Linked DNA regions of Mus musculus: all the other regions are linked to region 1. The links are chromatin contacts, called in public HiChIP or PLAC-seq and capture Hi-C maps. All regions are on one chromosome and are shown on one strand. The core of a region is the stretch at or near the end of the contact, and the rest is flanking DNA. Distances in the headings are between cores, read along the strand shown. Region 1 holds the start of Pbk (PDZ binding kinase). Region 2 overlaps Nuggc (nuclear GTPase, germinal center associated). Region 3 holds the start of Scara5 (scavenger receptor class A, member 5).

Region 1 (4,149 bases), core at 551-3,050:
AGGGCTACATACTAAAAAAGAAAGAGAGAAAGAAAGAAAGAAAGAAAGAAAGAAAGAAAGAAAGAAAGAAAGGAAGGAAGGAAGAAAGAAAAGAAGGGAGGGAGGGAGAGAGAGAGAAAGAAAGAAAGAAAGAAAGAAAGGAAGGAAGGAAGGAAGAAAGAGGGAGAGAGAAAGAAAGAAAGAGGAGAGAACTTGTAAGTGAAAACATTTGAGAAACTGAATCATAGAAATAAAATAGGTATTAGTGCCAATGAGATTGTGAGACCCCGACTTAGAGCGTTTCTACCTGGAAGGTAAGGCCCCTGGACGTTCCCCAAACTTGTTTTCCCTGATCTCTAAAAATGCAGCCAGAAAGAAGCTCTTTGTTCTCTATAGCCAGCAAAACGCCTTTTTTGTTTTTGAGCCTTACAGCCAGAGATGCGATAATTGTAGGAAGACCTACAAGGACATGGAGATAGACGACGCTGGAGAGGAGGCTGCAGCTCATCACCCCCCCCCCCCCCCCCCCCCCCCCCCCCCCCCGCCAGAAAGAAAAGGAGCTGTAGCCAACTCTCCTCCCAACTCCTCCCAACTCTTCCCAACTCCTCCCAATTCCTCAGCTAGCCCCCTACTGTCACCACTCAGGGTCGAACTCCCCTGCCCTACATGGCAGAGGGACTTTGTCCTCAGCTAGCTGATAATAAAACCTCTTGCAGTTTGCATCAGGTGTGGTTTTCTCTCGGGCCACTGGGGTGCTGGCCAGCTCATCCCGGGACTTGAGCGGAGGCCCAGCTTCGGGGGTCTTACAAGATAATGTCAGTAGACAAATGAGTGTGTTAATGTATATAAACACATGAATACATACGTGTCATGCCACTGTGTGTACTTCTGTCTTCATAAAGAAGATGTCCCTATCTATCTGGCCTCAGACTGGTTGAATTTCTTTAACCGTTTGAAGAGGTCACAATGCGGCACAGAGCGTTCCTGTTGAGGAGGCCTCTTGGTGCTTCTTGTATTACATTGTATGTTTTCTTTTTTAAGGTATCACATGGTCTCTGAGCCACATAGTAGGTATGGGAATGTCTTCCTGTTCTCCTAAACTTAATTCATTTTTCTTGTAGAGAACACAGTAGATTATGTTATGCAGTGGGCACTCAAGTGCAGATACCTGACACCCAGTAGGTGCTCTGAAAATATTTGTTAAGTAGACTGTGGTAATTCCAAGAATTAACAAAACTGGGCCAGTGAGATGGCTCAATGAGGATAAGAGCTTGCTGCCAGAGCCTGGCCTTCTGATTTAGATCTCAGGAATCTAAGGAGGGAAGGAGGGAGCCAGTTTCTGCAGTTGTCCTCTGATCTTCCCATGTGGGTAGCAGAAACACACACACACACAAACACACTAACACAGCAATAATTTTTTAAGTTAGCAAAATTTCAAAATATTCTATATTTATTCTCAGCCTCAAATAATGAAAATCTACACATTTCTAATTAGTGTTTTAAGGACACATATATCTGCAATAAAACTTCCTAGTTGCATATTCTGAGCAGTGTTTGTAATTTGGGTAATTTGCCTTCAAAACAGATATATATTTTGTTTTTCCGCCAGCATCTGTCTGACACTTGCTATGTCTTTCTAGCCATCGCTCTGGAAGATTTCTTCTTTTAGGACTAAATCAAACCTGGAAACTCCAGTAAACCTGGGAGGACTGTGCGAACGCGTGAGTTTTGACCCTAGTGCCGCCCCGTAGTCTTCTGGCGGGACCTTTGAAAAAGCGTGCTTCTTACACACCGCGGCGGTTACTGCGAGTGTTGGCGGGAGGGAGCTGTTCCTGCATTTTCTGGAGCGAGTCTTCTGACTGCTTTTAGTTAGAACTCCAGTGCCCCTCGGCGGGCCGCGGCCTTTGAAAATGCGCGCGCCCTAAACGCTGCGGCGGTTACGCTGTTGGCGGGAGGGAGCTGAGCCTGCACTTTCCGGACTAGGTGTCCAGACAGCTTTGAGCCAGCCCGTCACTTTCACCTTTTTACCCGAGCGTGCGAGCGTGGTAAGGGAAAGCCTGGCCGACTCGAAGGTGGTTGGCAGACTGGGGGTCAGGGGTGGAGCATCGAGGACCTGAGGGGAGGGTCGCGGACGGGAGGGACGGGGACGAGAGGGAGGCTGCCTCCACTGGAGGACCTGGAGGAGATCTGCGGGGAAGAACAGCAAACTGAGGGTACACAGCGGCTAGGGGAGGACCCAGGGAGATAGTGGATGGAGAATAGGGGAACCCCTTGGAGCCATCGCACACCTCCAAGCCCCTGACCCTGAGCTCCTTTATCGCGGAAAGTTTGGGGGTTCAGGGAGAAAGTCACTCCCTTCCCCATGAAGGAGGAGGGGGGTGGGGGTGGGGGGAGGATTTCTCTGCTTTTAAGGTGAGGCCACAGTAGAAAAGTGGCCTGTGGTAGGGCAGTGACTCATTGGGTACAGTCTGTGCCCAGCATGCATGCAGCCCTGGGATCCATCTTCAGGACCCCAAAACCTGGAAGCAGTAGTGAGTGCCTGGGGTCCCAGTAACTAGGGAATGGAGACCAAAGAAAGGACAGGGAATATGGCTGTGGGTAGAGTTTTATACATGGGATTACTGGTATTAAAAAAAATATGTTTACATGCTTATATGAAAATTCATAGTGAAACTCGAAATCATGTAGAGTTAGCATATGCTAATAAAAAGATACTTTTGAAAAGCCAAGCAGTGCTAATATTATAAAGTTATGGGTGGGGGACGCTGGAGTCTTGATTCATTGGTTAGAGCCTGCAGGGCTTTTGCAAAGGCCCTGAGCTGGTTGCCAGCACCCATGTGGAGTGGCTCACAAACAACTACATGTCATTCCAGAGGAGGCCATCCTTCACTTCAGGCTCCTGTACTGTTGTGCATAGACCACCCACCCCTGCCACACACACATAGGTGATGGAAGGTGTATAATGAAAAGTCAAATCTTTTTTTTGTTTTGTTTTGTTTTTTCGAGATAGGGTTTCTCTGTGTAGCCCAGGCTGCCCTGGAACTCACTCTGTAGACCAGGCTGGCCTTGAACTTAGAAATTCACCTGCCTCTGACTGGAGTACTGGGATTAACGGTGTGCGCCACCACGCCCCTGGGAAAAGTCAAATCTTAAATAAGCAGTTCTCATGGTAACCAAGCATGTGACCTCAGTGCTTGGGGATTGAAGCAGGAGTATGTCGTGTTGGATGTCAGCTTGGTGTACACAGCCAGTTCAGGGTAGTCTAAGTAATGGGGAGACCCACATAAATGGGGCTTAGAAAGCCCATCAATAGATGCCCCAGCTCTGTCAGATGTGCCCTTTGAACCCCAAGCCTAAAGGTGATATGGGTTAAAGAAAGTATAGTTATTTAACAATTAATGCCTATGGAATGTATATGCAGATCTACGACAGTATAGACTAAGGCTCTATCTCAGCCAGGAAAGAAAAGTCCCATTAGACAACTGAGCTGGGCGGGACGTAGGATATTTTGGTACAAACAGGGTAAGTGGAAGAGAGGCATTTTTGAGTGTCCAGAATATGAGGGAATGCTGAAATGTTTAAGCCTAGGTATTTTTTTGTTGTTGTTGTTGTTTTGTTTTTTGTTTTTTTGAGACAGGGTTTCTCTGTGTAGCCCTGGCTGTCCTGGAACTCACTTTGTAGACCAGGCTGGCCTCGAACTCAGAAATCCACCTGCCTCTGCCTCCCAAGTCCTAGGATTAAAGGCGTGCTCCACCACTGCCCGGCTAAACCTAGGTATTTTAATCTTTGAAAAACACACTGTGCCCTTTGTATCCAGTCCTCAAGCTGTGGTGGCAAGGACAGTCTCCAGGCTGCTCTTTGCCAAGGATTTTGCACGAGACCCTTTCTCATCTAGCAGCCCAGCTTTAATCCCACTGCTGTAGATAAGCCCACAGGGTCATGTCTTCAGCTCTGTTCCAGATCTGTATTTGCCTGCCTGTTCGACCTTTCCACCAAGATGTCTAATAAAGCGTCCAAAAATGAGCTCCCAATCTCCAGAACCCTCTTTCGTTTTTTCATTTGTTTGTCGCCACAGTTAAGCCATCAGGAAATAATGGCCGTTTCTGGACAGCTCTAGACATGCGCCATCAATGGAATCTGTGTGTGGCTTTCTCTGTCTGGTTTCTTTCA
Region 2 (4,149 bases), core at 522-3,021, 180 kb before region 1:
GCATCAAGGTCCCAACTGTATTCAGCAAGGCTCAAGGCTTAAATGCACAAGCAAAAGGGGAAGTACTTCTCACCAGGAGGAATGGGGCAGCAGAAATGCACCTCATCAGGAGGGATGTGTCAGCAGAAAAGGAAGTACTTCTCAGCAGGAGGGAATGGGCAGTGGAATAAGAGGAAGTACTTCTCAGCAGGAGGGATGGGGCAGTGGAAATTTTTCTTTTGGCGACTACACGGGGAAGCAGGAACCAGCGTACATCTTGAGGTCAGGACATCTGGCGCTGACTTAGGGCTGGAACAGTCTGTGGTTGTTCTCTGAGCGGTGCATATGTGGCCCGCTTTTGACCCCCCTTTCTTCTCAGGGGGAGAGGCCCAATTCAGAGATCAGGACAATAGTGTTTTCTTAACAGCTCCCAACAACAGGGTTGTCTCACACTCTGCCTTTGCAACCCTAAGTTAGGAAGGCCCCTGCGTTGTCTCACACACTGCCTGTGCAGGTGTAAGTTATAATGGCCAGTGGGTTGTCAAATACTCTGCCTGAGCAGAGTATAAGTTAGGAAGACCCCTGGGTTGTCTCACGTTCTGCCCATGCAGTTGTGAGTTAGGAAGGCCCCAGGGTTTTCTAACACTCTGCCTGTTCAACTGTAAGTTTGGAAGGACCCTAGGTTGTCTAATACTGTGCCTGAGCAGAGTATAAGTTAGGAACACCCCTGCATTATCTCACAATCTGCTTGAGCAGGAGTAACTTAGGAAGGCCCCTGTGTTATCTCATACTCTGCCTGTGCAGGTGTGAGTTAGGAAGGCCCCAGGGTTGTCTCACACTCTGCCTGTGCAACTGTAAGGTAGGAAGGCCCCAGGGTTGTTTCATACTCTGCCTGAGCAGGAGTAAGTTAGGAATGACTCTGGGTTGTCTCAAACTCTGCCTGAGCAGGAGTAAGTTAGGAAAGACCCAGGGTTGTCTCACACTCTGCCTGAGTAGGAGTAATTTAGGAAGGTCCCTGGGTTGTTTCACACTCTGCCTGTGCAGGTGTTAAGAAGCCCCCTGGGTTTTCTCACAGTCTGCCTGTGCAACTGTAAGTTAGGAAGGTCCCTGGGTTGTCTCACACTATGCATGTGCAGGAGTAAGTTAGGAAGACCCCAGGGTTTTCACACACTCTGCCTGTGCAGGTGTAAGTTAGGAAGGCCCCAGGGTTGTCTAATACTCTTCCTGATCAGAGTATAAGTTAGGAAGGCCCCTGAGCTGTCTCACACTATGCCTGTGTAGGAGTAAGTTAGGAAGGCCCCAGGTTTGTCTTACACTCTGCCTGTGCAGGTGTAAATTATGAAGGCCCCAGCATTGTCTTATTCTCTGCCTGAGCAGAGTATAAGTTAGGAAGGCCCCAGGTTTTCTCACACTCTGCCTGTTCAACTGTAAGTTAGGAAGGACCCTAGGTTGTCTAATAATCTGCCTGAGCAGAGTATAAGTTAGGAATGTCCCTGTGTTGTCTCATACTCTGCTTGAGCAGGAGTAAGTTAGGAAGGCCCCAAGGTTGTCTCACACTCTGCCTGAGCAGGAGTAAGTTAGGAAGGCCCCTTGGTTGTCTCACACTCTGCCTGAGCAGGAGTAAGTTAGAAAGGCCCCAAGGTTGTCTCACACTCTGCCTGAGCAGGAGTAAGTTAGGAAGGCCCAGGGTTGTCTCACACTCTGCCTGAGCAGGAGTAAGTTAAGAAGGCCCCAGGGTTTTCTCACACTCTGCCTGAGCAGAATATAATTTAGGAAGGCCCCTGGGTTGTCTCACACTCTGCCTATGCAACTGTAAGCTAGGAAGGCCCCGGGGTTGTCTCACACTCTGCCTGAGCAGGAGTAAATTAGGAAGGTCCCAGGGTTTTCTCATACTCTGCCTGAGCAGATTATAAGTTAGGAAGGCCCCTGGGTTGTCTCACTCTCTACCTGTGCATGTTTAAATTAGAAAGGCCCTTAGGTTGTCTACTACTTTGCCTGAGCAGAGTATAAATTAGGAAGGCCCCTGGGTTGTATGCAGTTGTGAGTTAGGAAGGTCCCAGGGTTTTCTCACACTCTGCCTGTTCAACTGTAAGTTAGGAAGGACCCTAGGTTGTCTAATACTCTGCCTGCGCAGAGTATAAGTTAGGAACACCCCAGCATTGTCTCACACTCTGCTTGAGCAGGAGTAAGTTAGGAAGGCCCCAGGGTTGTCTCACACTCTGCCTGATCAGGAATATGTTACATAGGCCCCTGGGTTGTCTCACACTCTACCTGAGCAGGATTAAGTTAGGAAGGCCCCAGGGTTGTCTCATACTCTACCTGAGCAGATCGTAAGTTAGGAAAACTTCTGGGTTGTCTCACAGTCTACCTGTGCAACTGTAAGTTAGGAAGGCCCCAGGGTTTTCTCACAATCTGCCTGTTTAGGTATTAGGACGGCCCCAGGGTTGTATCACCCTCTGTCTGAGGGAGTGTAAATTAGGAAGGTCCCTGGGTTGTCTCATAGTCTGCCTGTGCAACTGTAATTTAGGAAGTCCCCAGGGTTGTCTCACACTTTGCCTATGCAGGTGTAAGTTAATAAGGCCCCTGGGTTGTCTCACACTCTGTCTGAGCCGAGTGTAAGTTAGGAAGGCCCCAGGGTTGTCTCATACTCTGCCTGTGCAGGTGTAAGTAAGGATATATATATATTTTTTCTTTTTATGTCAAAAGAAGATATAAAGCCTTTAGTGTCTAGGAGGAGAAAATGACAACAAAAAGATGAAAAACATAACATTTAGGTAAAAGAGAAAGGAAGATTACTTTACCTGGACAGAGGTATTGAAAGGCAAAGGTGACAATACTTGGCATTTCTCCTGAGTCTTGAAAAAGATGGGATGTGTTTAAATAATGACTGGGTAGCTTGACTTATAGACAATCTAGTGGGCTACAGACAAGCCTTTGTTGTCTCAGAGATGGTCCTTAAAGTCTAACAGATGCCTTCATCTGTCCATGGACTCCCTTTGTGTCCTGGTCCATTGTAAAGTCAATGTTCCAATGCAAGGGAAAGAAGGGGACTTTGGAGGTCAGAGAGATTGTGAGGACACACAGGCAGATAACAGCTACTGATCCACTCCAGATGAGGGCTGCTAGGCAGGTACCCTGGCACTCGAACGCACATAAGGGTCCCATAAAGTTGGGCACAGGCACATATGTAGACTGGCTCTCAGACCACATGGAGGTAGGCCAGCTGATAAACACAGGCTGACAAAGGGAAAGATTTGGGAGTCTGATCTCAAGGTCATATTCATATAGAGCCACACAGAAGACAAATTCTGCCCCAAATAATTATATTACCAACTATATATGTCTTAGGGTCGCCAGACATCCAGGTATCAGGCATTTTGTGCTGACTCTTTGCCCCCTGGATGTCTGTGTTTTATCTAATTCATCCATGTTAGTGCCATGTTATGTAAACCTTAGCTGGCTTAATTGGCTTCTTTCCCCAAGTTGCTCTCAGAATCTCAGTCTGTATTGATTACTTTCCTTGTTGCTGTTACAAAATACCCAGCAGGGAAAACAACAAAACCCAAAAACCTTAAGGCAGGGAGGTTTATTCTGGCTCCCTGTTCAGGGCATACACTCTCCATGGTGGTGGGCTACTTGCAGCTGAGCTTGCTCATATTTGGGGGGTCAAATAGGTAACAGAGACCTTTGAGTAGATGGGAGGCTGTCCTATAACTCTTAAGGTCCATGTCTGCTGACCTAGGGTCCTGTGTATATCACATAGCCCCCATGTCCAAAGGATTCCACAGCCTCTGCAAATAGCACCACCAGGTGGGTATGAGTGGTTCACACAGCCGAGCCTATGGGGGAACATTTCACATTTGAACATAACAGGAAATGTAGTAACACCGTGAAGACTGGAAAGGAGGCATTTTGGCAAATTTTAAACATTTGTCTTCCCAGTCTAGAATGCAGACCTTTGGAATGCCCATCTAAAATTATGTTTTGTCACAGAAATGGACAGGTTTCTCTTTAATAAGATGGCTCTCCTCACCCCAACAGTGAAGAGATAACTGCCAAAATAGAAACTTGGAGACATAGGGAGAAAAATAAGTCCCTACATCCAATCGCTAACTGTGCTGTTTCTTTCTAAGAGACTGAGTATTCAGACATGAGCAAGACTGAACCCAG
Region 3 (4,149 bases), core at 992-3,491, 140 kb before region 1:
TAACAGACAGACAAGAAGAAGCTATTTCTGTAAATCCTTCTTACTGTGTGGTTGGCTCCTGCCATTCCCAATAGGCCCCGCCTCCCTGCACTGCTGCCCTGGAGATTCAGTTTCTGGGATGTGAGCTTCAACCACAGAACTGACACATTCTATTTCTTGCTGATGCATATGTGTGTGTAATGACGGTCTGCAAGTGTCACATTCTGAGCACACACCTCGCTAGATGGGAGATTCCATTCCCAGGGATGTTGGTGACTTGTTGAGTGACAAAAGCATTATTTTTGTAAGGAGTAATAAAGGGGGTGGTTACAGGCCTAGACTCAAGGCAACGCCTAGGGCTGAACTGCAGCTCTGCTGTTCACAGGCTGGAGGGATCCAAGATGGATCACTTGATCTCTGTGTAAATGGTTTCAGGAGCTACACCTACTTCACATGACTGTTAAGATGTGCACAACGTCCCTCCCTGAATTAACAGTATCCAAATCTGCAGAGCGAAGCTGACTATAGATCAAAACTATTTTTTTAAGTAATCGGGGTTTGTACTGAATAATAAAATGTATCCTTACCCTAGTTCTCAAAATTCTACAGTATGATAGCTGTTCACAATAACATTTACATTGTGTTGGGTAGACTACATAACCTGGAGATGGTTTAGAGTAGACTGGACGCTGTGCAGGGCCATAAAGATGCAAACACCTTGATGTTTTATGCTGAGCATCTAAATGCCTGAGGTTTTGGCGTCCATGAAAGGGTCCTGAAACCAACCTCAGGAGGATATCAAGAAACAAGTATATAGGTATTCGAAAAATATTTGAAGTAGTGCATGCATTATCTGCATGTATAGTAAATAATATCATAAAGTGCCCCTTTCTTCTCTTCCTCCTTCTCTTCCTCTTACTCCTCCTTATACAAGACTGCTTTTTTCTTCCTGTAAAGCAGTGTCCTGCAGAAGCTGCCTCTGGGCACAGTTAGGAGGGTGGTCCCTGAAGATGACTAAAGCTCTTCTAAGTAGTCAGCTGAGGGTTGGCAGCTGTACTGTGGGGTGGGCAGAGTTGAGTTTGGCAGACTCTCCTGTTAGAAATCTGACCTTGAAACCCTGTTCTTGTGTTTAGCCAACAAACAGGAACTTATTTATGAATGCTAGCTTCTGCACACTTCGGTCCAGACCCATCATCTGATCTATCTAGTTGTGGCTCACACTGGGTTCTTGGGGGAGGGAGGGAGGGAGGGTATGTCTCTCTGATAGTCTTTCTCTTCCCACTGTTCTCATCTGAATTCATTGCTTCTTTAACACCTGCTTGAATCTCTTTTTAATCCTTCCAATTTGTGTTTAATTTTATTGTGTGTATCTGTATGTGTGTACATGTGTACAAGTGTATGGGGGGAGGGGACTGAAGTCAAATTCTGATGTCGTTCTATATTGAGGGTTTTTAATACAGAGTTCCCTTGCTGGTCTGGAACTCACCAAACAAGCTAGCTTTCCAGCCAGTGAGCCCAGCAATCGTCCTGTCCACAGCTCCCCAGCACTGGAGTCACAGTGTGTGCCACCACGCCATCTTTTTTTATGTGGGGGCTGGGGATCGAGCTCGGGTCCTGCTTGAGAGGTCAGGGTCCTGTGGATTCCACTATCGCCCACCCTAGTGTATCTCCTTTTTAAAAAAAAAAAAAACAAGGTAATTGTTTGTGTTGAGGTTTCCAGTCCTTTGAGGTCCAGTCAGACTTCCAACCAGAGGGCTTCTCCCAGGCCCGTTCTCTCGTGCCTCATGCAGTCTTTGTGCTCCACAGACACTGGCATTGTTACTGAATTGTGTTGATCTTGACTTCGGAAGTTCTTTCAGAGCCCACCACCCCCACCCCAGACTTTATTCTAAATAGCACCAGTGTGTGAATTGTCCAAGTCCTTTGGGAGTGGATGTAACTTCAGGAAATGCCAAATTTGCTGAATGAATTGAGAAACGCCAGTTCCGTGCTACAATAAATTTTACAAGACTTGCTTCCTTGGGTGTGTCACAAACCAGGTCTAGCCGCCATTTTCTCAGAAGCTGTCCAAAAAGTATTTTGAGCAAGGCCTTTAACACAATCACTGAGTCCCAAAGCCAAGGGCTGGAATGCTGTGCAGAGAGTTGTAAGTCTGAGGATGGCCACAAGGGGGCAGGCGTAGTCCAAACTCCCTCTAGAAGTTGCTTTTAGAACTTTTTTTTTTTTTTAAATAAAGACTGGAGGTTGGAGCACCTCCCACCCAGTCAGTACCTAGCAGAGCTGTGGGTGACTCCACAGAATATCTCCGGATCGCTTTCTGAGGCTGACCGACGCTGCACCAAGACAAGGAGTCCCACGTGCAGACCTGTTATTCAGCCACTTTGTTGAACGGATCCTCCCATAGAAGTGACTCTGTGGCCCTGGCCTAAATCACTAGGTGACCCTGAAGACTCTTTCTATATGACTCCATCTGGATTTGGCTGGCTGTGGGTACAAGCTTCAAGGGACTTTCTGGGTCTTCGTGGGGCAGCAGTCAGCTCTCTGGCTACCATGGCAATCGCTGGGAACTGAAGGGACAGGGCCCAGCCTCAGCACGGGGCATACAGGTGAGTTTTGACATTTTGACCTAGAAGCTTGGGGTAATGGTGTCCCAAGGGCAGATGGAGGAAGCGGTGTGCTGGTGAAGCTGAGAGTTGGGAAGTCCTGCTGACAGAGGACCTGGAGTTGCAGGCCTCCAGGTGGGAGGGTACGAGGGATCTGAGCCTGTAGACACACAGGGGCCCCAGGACTCAGTTACTAGAGCTGTAGTGTGTGAGCCCGCATCCAGATGCCAGAGGGATGCTATGGCTTCAGTGGCATCTCTGGCTGTCTTATGTCACAGCTCCAGAGCCTATTCAGGGAGTAAATGCATGTGCACAGTATGCAGTGCGCATGGGCGCATGTGTGGGTGCATGCATGGGTGCATGTGCATGCATTGTGCGTGGGCATGTGTATGTGTGTAAACACACCAGGGTGGGACAAATGAAGCAGGAGGTTATTAGTGAAGCATCTGGGCCTCTCTAACTGTGAGTTGGGACCCGGTGAACTGATGAATCCAGTTAGAAAAATAACAGGTTTAAGACCTATCTAGTAACTTTTTCTTGGGGGCCAAATTTGCAGTGACTTTATTTGGTTTAAATGAGTTTTAGAACCCAGGCAGTCCAAAGAGAAGCTGTAAGCCCTGCCAAGTGAGAGACCAGAGTCCACGGAAAAAGATTCAGAGTCGCAAGTGAGGCCCCTGATCTAGCTCCCTGCCTCAGCAGGAGTTTAGCCCTTTTGGTGCTCCCAGAGAAACTTCCAGAACCAGGGTTCAAACCTCAGTCTTAAGCCACTTTTGAGGTTGCTTTTTTGTGAAGGGAACCCCCACACAACTTCATTTCTGGGACTTTTTGAGCAATGGGGAGTCCTCAGGACTCTGAGATCCCCATCTGCTGAGGAAGAAAGAATTTTACAGTCTTTGACTGTCCCCTGTCTTGCATGGCTTTGAAAGGTCCTCGCTCCTGTATCAGCTCACATGATGCTCACTGTGTCCTCTTCGCTTCCCCCTTCCCAGGGAGGTGTTCCGCAGAGTGGACTTCACATCACAGGTCAGCAAAGTAGAACACCTTCCCAAACTGAGAGATAATAAAAGGAGCCCTTGTGCCGTGAGCTCCCTCCCTCCGGCACCTGTGCAGAGGGTTCGAGGGTGTCCCAGGGCAGCTGTCAGATGACTCTGGAAGCAATGCTCATCCCCTATTCTCACCCTTTGTGGGGAATGACTCATAACAACCCCTGGGTGGCTTCCTTCTGATTAGCAAAGCTGAAGTCCAGGCTCCTTGAGCACCAGGGGACCTGGGGTTCCACCCATGTGACCCAGGTTTCCCTTCAAGCCTTCTCCTCTGCTCATGCCCTTACAGATGTGCACTAGCTGCCCCTCTGGTGTGCCTAGTGCAGCTCCTGTTACAGCGGCCCTGAAGGTGGCCACTGAAAGTAACAGACATACATATATACCTTTGATACAGCAGCCCATGATGGAGTCAGTGCTGTGTGTGGAGACCCCTGAACCATCCATCTAATTACTGCCTCGTTGACTCTTTATTTCCAGTATTATCATTCTTGCCTCTTTGGTCTTGGTTAGGTTATCTTTAAACC

Evidence for each region. HiChIP or PLAC-seq counts read pairs in DNA pulled down with a chosen protein or histone mark. Capture Hi-C pulls out chosen DNA fragments and counts their contacts.
Region 2: an H3K4me3 HiChIP or PLAC-seq map of the SCID.adh cell line shows a contact between it and region 1, with 15 read pairs. The contact joins the enhancer-like site here to the promoter of Pbk in region 1. A contact is called at or near these places in 5 of 39 promoter capture datasets (cranial neural crest, embryonic stem cells, liver and 1 more), 1 of 484 Hi-C or Micro-C datasets (the G1E-ER4 cell line) and 8 of 115 datasets of contacts at active chromatin or transcription factors (the SCID.adh cell line, acute myeloid leukemia, embryonic stem cells and 1 more).
Region 3: a contact with region 1 is called in a capture Hi-C map of embryonic stem cells, with 4 times the contacts expected there. The contact joins the promoter of Scara5 here to the promoter of Pbk in region 1. A contact is called at or near these places in 16 of 39 promoter capture datasets (the C10 cell line, HPC-7-derived erythroid cells, cancer-associated fibroblasts and 10 more), 1 of 15 datasets of contacts at CTCF or cohesin (embryonic stem cells), 18 of 484 Hi-C or Micro-C datasets (the N1E-115 cell line, embryonic stem cells, muscle stem cells and 8 more), 15 of 115 datasets of contacts at active chromatin or transcription factors (bone marrow-derived macrophages, craniofacial prominence, embryonic limb bud and 5 more) and 4 of 9 other capture datasets (adipose tissue, embryonic stem cells, liver and 1 more).

What each region holds. Positions count from the first base shown.
Region 1 is chr14:65,804,111-65,808,259 of GRCm38.p6, forward strand. It overlaps Pbk (PDZ binding kinase), which reads left to right and starts at 1,801. Exons shown (of 8, transcript NM_023209.2): 1 at 1,801-2,024.
Region 2 is chr14:65,628,605-65,632,753 of GRCm38.p6, forward strand. All of the region lies in intron 12 of Nuggc (nuclear GTPase, germinal center associated), which reads left to right. Among named protein-coding and RNA genes, the nearest start is that of Gm30245, 11 kb to the left of the region's middle. Within about 2 kb of position 1,772, at least 28 of the 459 cell types and tissues checked have an H3K27ac peak or open chromatin away from gene starts, as enhancers often do. A contact at or near this core is called in the G1E-ER4 cell line and the SCID.adh cell line, where this site is marked.
Region 3 is chr14:65,664,162-65,668,310 of GRCm38.p6, forward strand. Scara5 (scavenger receptor class A, member 5) reads left to right here and starts at 2,242. Exons shown (of 9, transcript NM_028903.2): 1 at 2,242-2,585.